2 separate regions of the Rattus norvegicus genome follow, and region 2 is linked to region 1. The links are chromatin contacts, called in public Hi-C maps. All regions are on one chromosome and are shown on one strand. The core of a region is the stretch at or near the end of the contact, and the rest is flanking DNA. Distances in the headings are between cores, read along the strand shown.

Region 1 (5,848 bases), core at 3,081-5,580:
CCCTGCCACTACCCTCGGAACTCCTCTTCTCCACAAGCCCAATACCTAAGGTGAGAAGCCGGCTCCGCCCACTGACTGCTGCTCTTCCTCCTCCATCAGATACGTCACGAAGCCAGGACGTGTACTGATTTGACAGACAGCTTGCAGGGAAATCTAGTGTCCCCATTGACTCAGAAGTCCCTTAAAGCTTCTAAGAATAGTCGACACAGGCGTTCTCATCACCGGAAGAGACAGCTGTGTATTTAAGAGCATACTAATCCCGTCTGAAGTGTTAACTGCTGAACTACACGTGGAGGTGGTACATTTAGATGGGTAAAATCTTAGCCTTGACTCCTGATTTGTGTTTAGACGTTGATGACTAAATTTCTCTAGAAGACAAGTTATTTTGGGAACAGCGTGGAATAGGACTGGCTTCATTTCAAATGCAAGCTTACCGTTTTGTACAATTCGCCTCCACATTCTCTCTTCTTGACTTCCAGAGCCAGGGTTCCCCAAGGGCAGAGAGCGCAATATATAAATGGTGCTTTAAAACCTGGGAAGAAAAAATTCCATTTTGTAATCCATTTTTAAAAGATTTAAAAAGCAGTAAACGTTAAAGATGCAAAGCAGACGTCATTAAGTTAAAATCTTGAACAAATGCCAAGAGTCCTACGCTTTGTCAAATGTGAGGCTCCGGTTCCTCAGCCCATCAAAGCCTCGGATGATGGGGAAACTGAAATTCACAGCTTTGACAACAGCCTACAGCTCTGCATCTCTACATTCTGGAAGTTTCAGGGCCATCACAGGGAGTATGCGAAAGGTCAGCTGCCTTCTGCCTGGCCTTCCCACTTTGCATTGATTCTGACCGCTGATGTTTACACATCGAGATAGCAAAAACTGATTCCCCACCGCCTCCACTGTTTTTAAGAAGTTGTTGGGTTCAGGTGTGACCTTCACTTTCACCCCAGTACATGACTAGCACTTACAAAAGAGGTATTTTTTCTTTCAAAGTAACATGAAAAATTATGCATAAAATGAACCCTCTGCCAATTCAGAAGCAGAAGTGCCTGATTTTTTTTTTTCTATTTTGACACGCCACTTTAGGGGAAAAAAACCAGGTGTCTGCTGCACACACGTGTCTAAAGCAGCTTTTGGAGCACAGCACCACCCAGAGTCCTCCAGCCACCACGAGGGTCCTTCTTCCTCTGTGTCTATAGGCTGGGTCGGCAGATACAACACTGGTCTTCAGCCACAGCAAGACTCTGGCTGTCCAGGACAGGGTAAACGCTCTGGGGGCATGCTGTCCTTACCAAGGCAGGGGACGAAAGCAGGGCATTTAAGGAAGACTTTGAATGTGAAGTGAAACTTTCATTCAGTGACACTGAGAAAACTAAACTGCGTCATTACAAGAAATCATTCTATTTGAAAGCTTATTAGTTGATTTCATAAGACTTGAACTTTTTTTCAATTCCAAATCCCCACATCCTGTCATTTTTTCCTTTGGTTTTTCTTTTTCCTTTAAAACTTAACTAATAGCATTGAGGGTTGCATGGCAGACAGTGACCAGATGAAGAAGCACTAAAGAATTGTCTGAAACCTCCTATATGAGGCCATGAGCTTCTGAATACATTGCTGTGGTCCACGGAGGCTGGAGAAGAATAGAGGAGTTCCTGGATCAGCTATGGGAGACTTTGAAATTGTTTCTAGGCAGATCATTTTATTTTTGTTTAATCAAATAAACAGTGAGCTTTCCCATGGAGTAGAGGCAACTTAATAAGAAACTAATTAGTCTAATGCTGGGGATACAGGCATGAACCAAACCAAGACCCTGATTCATAGGACTTAGAGGCTTGGAGGTGAAGGTGAAGCAGAACAAAGTGAACCAGTAGGTAAATAACTCGCACTTTCAATTGTCATAGATGCTACAAAGCAGAAGAATTAGCGATATTAGATATTAGATATGAAGACATTCATGGTGACAGAGCATCTACTCCAGGGTTCCTAAATCTCAGCAGTAAGTGCATGTGCAAAGGTGGGATGGAGTCCTCCACGTTAGAGAAAAGGAAAACAAAACAAAGGTTAGAAGCAACACGAATCACCCGTGAGGAAGGGGGAGAGCAAGCTATATCTGGTTGACCAAGACTTCATTGAGCAGTGAGTTCACATTTTATCCAAAAGTATGTCCAACTCCTATTTGTCTCTACTACCTGTATTATCTCAACCAACCTTAGCAACGGAACTCTCAGATTCTAGACAGGGACATGGCTGCCTTCGGTAGAAACTACATTTCCCAGAATCCTATGTGATTTGGTTCTGCCCAATGAGACATAAACAGAAGTACTAGAAGCAAGTTGGGGGAAGTATCTTCAAAGCAGAGGCTGTGTTGGGGATTTAGCTCAGTGGTAGAGGGCTTGCCTAGGAAGCGCAAGGCCCTGGGTTCGGTCCCCAGCTCCGAAAAAAAAAAAAAAAAAAAAGAACCAAAAATGAATAAATAAATAAAGCAGAGGCTGCATTCTTCCACTTCCCAGTTGATAGGAATGCTGACATAGGAATGCTGACAAGATGGTAGGATTTTGCCCCTGAGGTGTGGTGAAGGAGCCACATTTCTGAGGAGAGCAGCACTAGATCCCTGTCACCATGGCAGGGGACATAGGAGTTCTGGGTAGAGACCTGGACTTCTTCATGAGAGAAAATTACACTTAGATTTAAATTTGAGGCTTTTGTCCCTCTCTGCTAAGCCAATTCTAAATCAATGGTAACATTTAAAGACTTTTCAAAAAAAAAAAAAAGTTAAAGACCTGTGTTAAAGACCTGTGTTGTGACTGTTAAACTCAAACATAATTTCAACAGTTTTTATAAGGTTCCTGACTAGATACTTAGCATAAGTGTAGTGGTAAATATTATAAAAGAATCTACCAACCCACACTAGTGCCAGCTCCAGCGGGCCACATGGCATCTTAGTCAACAAAGCATCTCAACCCAACTTGCTAAGTTTCCAGTTCCCATCCCAAGCTGCCAACCACTCTTCTCTGGCCAGCGCAGCAGCCACCATCTTGGGACTCTGCCGTGAACTCTGTTCACACTTCCAGCATCTGCCCCTGTGCCACAACTTCCAATAACCTGTTAACATCAAAGCTCAATAAGCTTGTAAATTATCAACCAGATTTATATCAGTAAATCCTCACCCAACAAACTGTCCATACAATAAACTCTGAACTAATTAATATTATTATAAACTGCCCACCTAGATAAGACAAAGTGTCCTGTAAAAAAACCCATCCCTTATGAAATATTCGTAACTACCTGCGTCCCCTCAAGGCCACACAGATTTGGGCTGTCCTTCTCCTCCTCCATCTTGGCTCTCCTCTCTCTCTCTCTCTCTCTCTCTCTCTCTCTCTCTCTCTCTCTCTCTCTCTCCTCTCTTCAAATCTCTGTGCCCACCTTACGTTTTCACTGCCCAATCACAGGCCTTGCCTTACCTTGTGCCTGCCCTCACCTGCGTATAGACATCAGTCCACCCATAAGAACCAGACGCTGGGAATATTGTTTACATTTTGTTTGTCCTCTCATTAGCATAGTCAATTGGTAAGGTGTTGTTTGCAAAGCGCATTTGATATTATAGAAGACAAAAGTCACCAACAATTAATGCGTCCTTTAAAAGTCATCACTAGCAAACCGCAGGTCACTAATGAAGGCTTTCTCATTAGTGACTCTGAGAAAGCGGATGTCGCTAACATAAGGCAAAACCTTGTTTAAAGCTTCTTCTCTGGTCCAGGCACAGTGGGAAGCACTAAGGCTCAAAGCTCCAGCCCAGCAAAAACTTTACAGAAAGCTTTTATTTGTTCAATTCAACAATTAATCGGTCTCTGCTGACCAGACCAAGCAAAGCAAACAGGCAGAAATCACTCCCTTGTTTGAAATCAGGAATTAGCCAGGAAATCTCAGGCCCTGGGCTTCAGACACCTGCTGATGAAAGCTGCTTTTGCTATGATATTGCTGAAGCTGTCCCCAGGGCTGCAGAGATCTTACAAATGCACGCCACCTCCCTGCAGGAGAGAAACCCAGAACTGTGCCAGGAAAGGAAAAGTGCAAAGCCTTAGTAAGCAACCCTCTGTCCATTTGCAAGCACAGATGAAGCAGGCTGAGGAGAACCAGGACAAAGGATGTCAGAAAATCTCTGAGTCAGATGGCGAGCGTACGATCCCCAGGACTCACACAGAAGTAAGAACTGACTCCTGCAGACACCAGAGCGAACGTGTACATGCATGGGTAATCATGAGCATGGATGTGCACACATGCAAACACACGCACAATAAATAATCTCAGGAGACAGCTGTACCAGGACAGACAGGCTATTTTGAGAATCTCTGAGCCAGAGGGTGTATGCCAGTGAGTAAAAAAGGAGCAGAGGCGTGGGTATGTTGTGATGTGTATGAAGAAAGGCACTCACACGCATAAGCAAAGTGACATGCCTTCAGAGACACTGAGGGGACTGACAGCATCCAAGAGGGTCTGCCTCAAGTGGAACAGAGAGACTTGGGGGTGTCAGCAGTGTTCAGACTGTCATCGTCTGTACATCTGGTTTGTATGACTTGAAATTTTCTTTTCTTGAAAAGCAGGAAACTGATACAAGTGGCTACAAAAATTAAATAAGAGATTAGAAAAACACTGAAGAACTTGCTCTTGGGAGGGTGTAGCAGGTAGCTTTTAAACACTCATTTCTTATGTGATGATTCCCATTTCTGAGCTGAACTGTCTTAGTTAGGGTTTTACTGCTGTGAACAGACACCATGACCAAGGCAACTCTTATAAGAGTAACATTTAATTGAGGCTGCCTTATAGTTTCAGAGGTTCAGGCCATTATCCTCAAGGCAGGAACATGGCAGCGTCCAGACAGACATGGAGCTGGAGGAGCTGAGAGTTCTCCATCTTCATCTGAAGGCTGCTAGAAGAAGACTTGCTTTGCCTAGGGTATTAAATCCCACAGCCTCAGTGACACACCTACTCCAACAAGGCCACACCTCCCAATAGTGCCACTCCCTGGGCTAAGCATCTACAAAACATGGTACCAACACAACTTTGGGAGTCAAAAAGAGCAAAAATGGAATGAAAGCAATTCTTGTGCTCAACTAATGTTAGAGGTTATAACCAGTAGATGGCAAAGAAATGAAAGCGTAAGAGTAGGGTACGGTAGAACAAAATAGTCGCTCATTTAAAATTGGTGTGAAGTCTATGTGGTCAGATCAAAGAGCCAGAGAGTTCACACAAAAATGTGAGTGAAAGAGCTGAGGAAGTTCACTACATTAAAAAGAAGGAGGAGGGGGAGGGAGGAAGGGAGACAAAACATAGGCCAGGCATGGTGGCATAGGTCTTTAATCCCAGAACTTGGAAGGCAGAGGCAGGCAGGCCTCTGTGATTTTTGAGGGTAGCCTGGTCTCTACAGCAAGTCCAGGCCAGGCAGAGATTTATACTGAGAACCTCCCCCTTCCCCCCATCTCAAAAACAAACAAAAAAGATAAGACCCAAAGAAATATGAAAAAGCTAAATGGATCTCCCCACATTAGCACAAGTAGAACACACAATTCTTAAGAGGCACCATTTTTAAAAGTCTAGAAATCACTTGGCACCTAGAGATAAATCTACTGAAGGCAAGCAACGCCAGATGGAGAGAACCTCCAAACTTCTGTGAAATGGATTTACAAGATAAAACTATGATGGCTCATGATTTGTGGAATGCCAGGTGACTCAATGTTGTGAAAATGTCTGTTCTCTCTCTGCTACACTAGAATGGCTTTGATACAAATTATAATAAGCTTTTGTTTCATGTCAACAATTTTGTTCTGAAAAATGTATGTGGAAGGCTGAAGGT
Region 2 (5,515 bases), core at 1,780-4,279, 380 kb before region 1:
AAGATTTAGGAATAAATTAATGTTCTTAAAGGTTTTGTGTGCTGTGCAAGTACTTAGTATAGCAGGAATCAGTCTGACATCTTCCAAGGCCAATAGCAATTTTTCAAAGATAATAGAATTGGTATTACTGAGAGATAGGGTTCCTAGAAATCAACGTGGTAGAGACATGGATAACTCAGAGAATTTTCCCTCTCATTTTCCCCCAAAAATTTCATAACTGTTAGTATTTATATTAACAAGAGAAATATCACAGTGCTCTGGTTCTTGACTCACGTTACCATTTGTAACTCAAGGTATTTCTTATTCCATTTCTTGATCCTCGGCTTGGATTCAGTGCAGACTTCTATGGGGGTCACTTCTTTGGTGATAGAAGTGTCATATTTCATCCTCATATGGCCAGTTATCCTTAACACAGTGAAACAAAACAACAACAAAGCAGCCGTAGCCGAGGTCTTTCAGTCTAGGTCAGCCATTGTGTTGGGTGCCTGTTTCTGGTGCCAGAAAGTAGCACCGTGAAAAACTCAAATGAAAGGCCCTGGTGCGGGCTGGGTGATTTCATCCATTGGTCTGATCACATACAAATGTGGTAAATAGGAAAACTGTCATTAATAATGTATCTATCATCTGGGCTCACTGGTGTGGTAAAAGAGGCAGTAGATTGCAGCTACAAAAGATTATTAAGGTTGCCTGATTATAACACAACATGAAGATCTAAAAGATAGAACCACAGCTCTAACAGAGCCATTTAAACTCTTAAACACATGCCTTTCTAGAAGAGACCATTTTCCCAGATACAATGTTTAAGACCAGCAGTCCATAACACTTTTATGCCAGCTGAATTTCAGTAGAGCTAAGAGTGTACTGAGATGTGCAACGTGCTTATAGAGCTTTTACACAGTCTTTAACAGTGTAGGTCGGGAAGACTTACACAAACCCTGTTTAAGGTTTCATAGTAGACAAAACATTTTAATTACTTGGTATTTATTTTCTCACAAATTATCCCCTTATATTTCGTATCATTCAGTGCCGTTTAGGGTGTACAATTGTTTAGAGAATGGTGTTTGGCTTGATTTGGAGTCAACTTTGGTCTTTAAACCATTATTATCTCTTTTTCCCGTGGTAATCAGATTTATTGGGGGAGGCTGGGTTGGAGATTGGTTCTAAAGCTTTGATTCAATTGGGAATCTGTGTGTCCAGATGCTGAAGGTTCTTGTCCCCAATTGGTTTTTGATCTATCAAAGATGACAGTGGCCAACAGCTGGGCACAGGCTGGGAGACTGAGAGTTTCGAGAGTAGGACGCAGAGGGGAAGGAATGGAGTCACTATGACTCGGGATAGAAGGATGGGACGCAGAAGCAGCAGGAGGTAAAGCCTACCAGCCATGTGAGTTGTGAGTGGGTGGCCACTGGCCACTTCCCCAATTTGGCCTGGGGTAGCAGGAGAAAGTTTAGGAGTCCCCTGCCTTTGAGGTAGCCAAGGCATTTTAAAATTAACTGGCATGTGTGTGTGCATGCCTGAGTGCTTTCCGCTCTGTTCTCAAATTCAGATAGTTCCTGAGCTGGTGTGTGCATGCGACCCGCCCAAAGCACAAAGCAGGTTAGCACAAAATTCACTGATACACGGTTGTATGTTTGCATGTACATGTGTGTAAGAAGCCAGATGTTTAGGTCAGGTGTCCTCCTCAATCACTCTCTGCCTTATTGTTTGAGGCAGGGTTTCTTACTGAACCCCAGTTCCTAACACATTACCGGAAGGAGGAATGGAAGGGAGGGCTTTCCACCCATCAGAAGCCTCTGCTGCTTCTAGTTCTTTGACTTGACTTAATTAATAGTTACTCCTTTGCTCACCTGCCACTCTCCTGTACATGTGCGCATGTGCTCGCATTCACACACACGCACGCACGCACGCACGCACGCACAGAGTTTGGCTAGCCTGGTTGTCCAGCCAGCTCCAGAGGTCTGTGTCCATGTATCGCCACGGCTGGATCATGTTACGCAAGTTGGTGCTGGGGTCCAAAGCTGGCTCCTCATGCTTGAACAGCAGACACTTCACCAACGGAGCCATCTCCCCAGCCAACCCTTTTGCTTTTCAAAAAATGTCTTCCCCAGTATGTTGTTCACATAATAATCTGATTTTCTTATAAAAATGTAACCCCATCTCCTTGTAGAAAATTCAGGAAACAATGTATAATTCTACCATGTTTCTCACCACTGCAGTCTTACTTTTCCAATTAGTCATCTGTTACATGTCTGTGACTTGTCCTTCAACAGAATATTCTTAAAGAACATATAGGGTTCATGTGTGTATACATGCTGTCCTTGGATGTTTGACTAATATCTTCAGTTGTTTTTATATGCACCCATGATTCCCTGGGATAACTTTCTAGGATTACACTCATAGTATAAAACAACAAAAAGTTAACATTTACAAAGTACTCATTAAGTCAAACTGTGTCCTTTATTAAGAATCTCCTATAATTCAATCCTCTAATAATCATAGGACATACTATATAGTATTACCACCTTATAGTCAGGCTCAAAGAATTGCTGACTGATTAAAGTCATCAATACTGTGTGGGGCAGGCCTCTTGTACACTAATGCTAGGGCTATAGCATTCATATTCTAGCTGATTCTCCAGTACAGCTGCCGAAGTGCCTCACACACCCACACCCTGTGATCTAATGCAGTGTAAAATGTAGTCATCGCGTTCCTTTTCTATTTTTCCTGATGCTGTCTTCCAGGGCTATTGCGATATGCTTCTGGCTTGGGTTTCATTCACACCAAGTGCGTGTGCCTGTGCCTGTGCCTGTGTGTGTGCCTGTGCCTGTGCCTGTGTGTGTGCCTGTGCCTGTGTGTGTGTTTTACCCTGTGTATACCACGGTTTCCTCGGAGCGTCTGCAGCCTTCCTCCTCCTCATCAAGACTTTCCGTTTCCTGTGCTTCCCATCTTGTTCACCCATCTGTTCGAGCAAGACTGGGTGCCTTTCCTGTCTCTAGCTGCTATTTTTGGCTGGTTCCTGCTGCTGCTGCTGTCAGTGTTGGCTCCCATGTCTGCTTGTCTTGTGATCTGAGGACACTCTTAGAAGCTGAGCAGAACCCATCCCAGGGCCCTTCTTGCCTCACTTTGCTACAGCTCTGGCAGTCACTGCTGCCCATGAGTGACCCTCAAACCTGCTGTTTATTAGGGTCAGTGGGGACAGCAGAGTGCATGTCGGACCCCAGCATCTAACATATTACTGGGAGGAAGAATGGGAGAGAGGGCCTTCTGTCCATCTGAAGCTCCTGCTCCTCCCAGTTCTGTGCCTTGACTTCGTCACTGGTTCTTCCTTTGCTCACCTGCCACTCCCCTCCTCTACACACACACACACACACACACACACACACACACACACACACACACACTGGATCCTTCTTTCCTGAAACATGCTTTTCCATGTCTTCTGATTCCTCCTCCTTCAGTGCCTTCAGAATTGTCATCTAGAAAACATGCTTTTGTTCCATGTTGGAAGCTGTCCCCTCCTCCAGGTCTATGGAGAGTCCCACCACAGCGTCTGCAGAGCTTCCTACTCCTTTTCTTGGCTTTAAGAACGCACAGACCGTGTCTTCCTCTAAAGCCATAGAGGCCAGGGGCCCACATCGCAACTGTTACTGTCTTTTCTACAAGGCTTTAACACAATGTAAATGAATGTATTTATTAAACAAGTCGATAGGTAAGTGAATAAAGAATGAACTACAAAACCTTATACTACTAGTTAAGAACTACCAGAACGTTATTGAAGCTTTAATATAGCTATTATAGAAAGATATATTTTATAAACAACCAAATTGTATAATATTCAGACAATTTAATGCCCCTGTAGAAATGCCTTTTTTATCTTTTAAATAAGTTCTCACCATGTAACCCAGGCTGACCTTGAACTCCCAGAAATCATCCTGCCTCACCCTATGAGTAGTAGAATGTGAAATGTGCCGCAATGCTAAACCATTTCTAAACATTTTATAAAGGAAATAATTTGGTAAGCCACCAGAAGTTAGGACTCTCCATTAAAGCTGGTGAATGTGTGCTAGAAGAAACTGAGATATTTGCTAGGAGAGCCATAGAACGTGCATGCGAGTGCACCCACAGGAGAAATGGGATAGGGGGCCAAGTAGCCTGGTTCTTGGTTAGGGCTAACCTGAGTATAGACTCCCAGAGAATATGCTGACAGAGGGATATCTGTTACATAAATGAGAGAATCTACCGTACAGACTTGTTGTGAAGAGTATGGGTTCATACATGCAAAGCTTGTATATTTATATCAGTATATTTAATTTAATGTCACTCTTCAAGACGTTAGATGCTAGCTTTTTTTCTTTTCTAGTAAAGTAGCCCCTGCCCTCTAATTCTCACCTACGGGGCTTCCAAATACACTGTGCTCTGTAGGTAGCCTGGCCTTAGGTGTCCATTTCGTGCTTTGTATATGAATTTGTCTTCCAAAGGTAGGACAATGCTGGGATCTTGTGTCCTTTATTGATCGTTTGCTACATGAAGTTTTGAAATCAGAAACTAGTATTTTCTGACAGTGAGTCATAAAATTCTGTACTTTAAGCCTGTTTCATTGTTTTAGCTTAATTGTTTAAAAAGAAACTGTGAGACTTGACTTACTGAGTGCATGTCCTGCCAGTAATCTTCATGCATGTTCATTTCCTTCTTCCACCATTCCTGGCAGACAGAGGTGTGAAGAAGAGGAATTAAAGAATTTGTTCAAAGTTATTTGGCTCATAAATGGAAGAAAAATAGGATTTGAACCCAGGAATGTCTACTCGCAAATTCCATCATGACCCCACCACATCCCTTCCTATAACAGGAAGTAGACCATATGAGCAAGAGTAAACTCAGTGAGCACAGTGAGCATTTCCTTTCAGGACCGTTAAGTGGTTGTTTTCATATGACCTCGGGGTGATTGGGCAAGCATTTCTTCTTTATCACAGAAGGCAGGGTAATGAAGGCAAGTGACTAAAGCTGCCTTGCGGAGAGCATTGTTAGCTGGAGGAGTGCACAGCACGAGACACTAAGCTAGAGATTAAAGTGGCTTCTGACAGTTTTAGAATTGCAATTATATAATATGATGAGAATAAGCGGCAAGCCACCCTTTGTTCCCATGTGATCCCATTTCTATTTATAAACTCTGGGTGATAGCTGAAGGCTTTAAGAATGTTTTTCACATTCAACAACCTCGGTAAGGATGAGAAACTGCATTTCAGACTGCCAAATATAAGAGCTTCTTGGCCTTTTGCACCTGCTTCAACCAGAGCAATCCTCTTGGGTCTCAATAAGCTTTCCCCTGAAAATGAAGGTTTGAATGAATAAGTGTGCCCTTTTAACAGTGTTTGTGTGGACACCGAGTCTGTCTGTGTTGAGATTCATTTGGGTTCTAGGCTTATAACAAAGCCCTTAGTTAAAAAAAGAAAAGGAAAGAAAACTTGGGAAATTGTAGTTTCTTACCCTTCTAAATTTAGCAGCTAGTGCCTAGGAC

The links. A called contact is a pair of places that touch in the nucleus more often than the background predicts.
Region 2: a Hi-C map of frontal cortex shows a contact between it and region 1, with 1.5 times the contacts expected there. The contact joins two enhancer-like sites. A contact is called at or near these places in 2 of 12 Hi-C or Micro-C datasets (frontal cortex and prefrontal cortex).

The regions. Positions count from the first base shown.
Region 1 is chr9:3,408,538-3,414,385 of GRCr8, reverse strand. It overlaps LOC102554555 (a long non-coding RNA gene), which reads right to left and starts at 650. Exons shown (of 3, transcript XR_010054679.1): 1 at 435-650. Within about 2 kb of position 4,330, at least 10 of the 93 cell types and tissues checked have an H3K27ac peak or open chromatin away from gene starts, as enhancers often do.
Region 2 is chr9:3,782,900-3,788,414 of GRCr8, reverse strand. All of the region lies in intron 18 of Tbc1d5 (TBC1 domain family, member 5), which reads left to right. Among named protein-coding and RNA genes, the nearest start is that of Plcl2, 260 kb to the right of the region's middle. Within about 2 kb of position 3,029, at least 42 of the 93 cell types and tissues checked have an H3K27ac peak or open chromatin away from gene starts, as enhancers often do.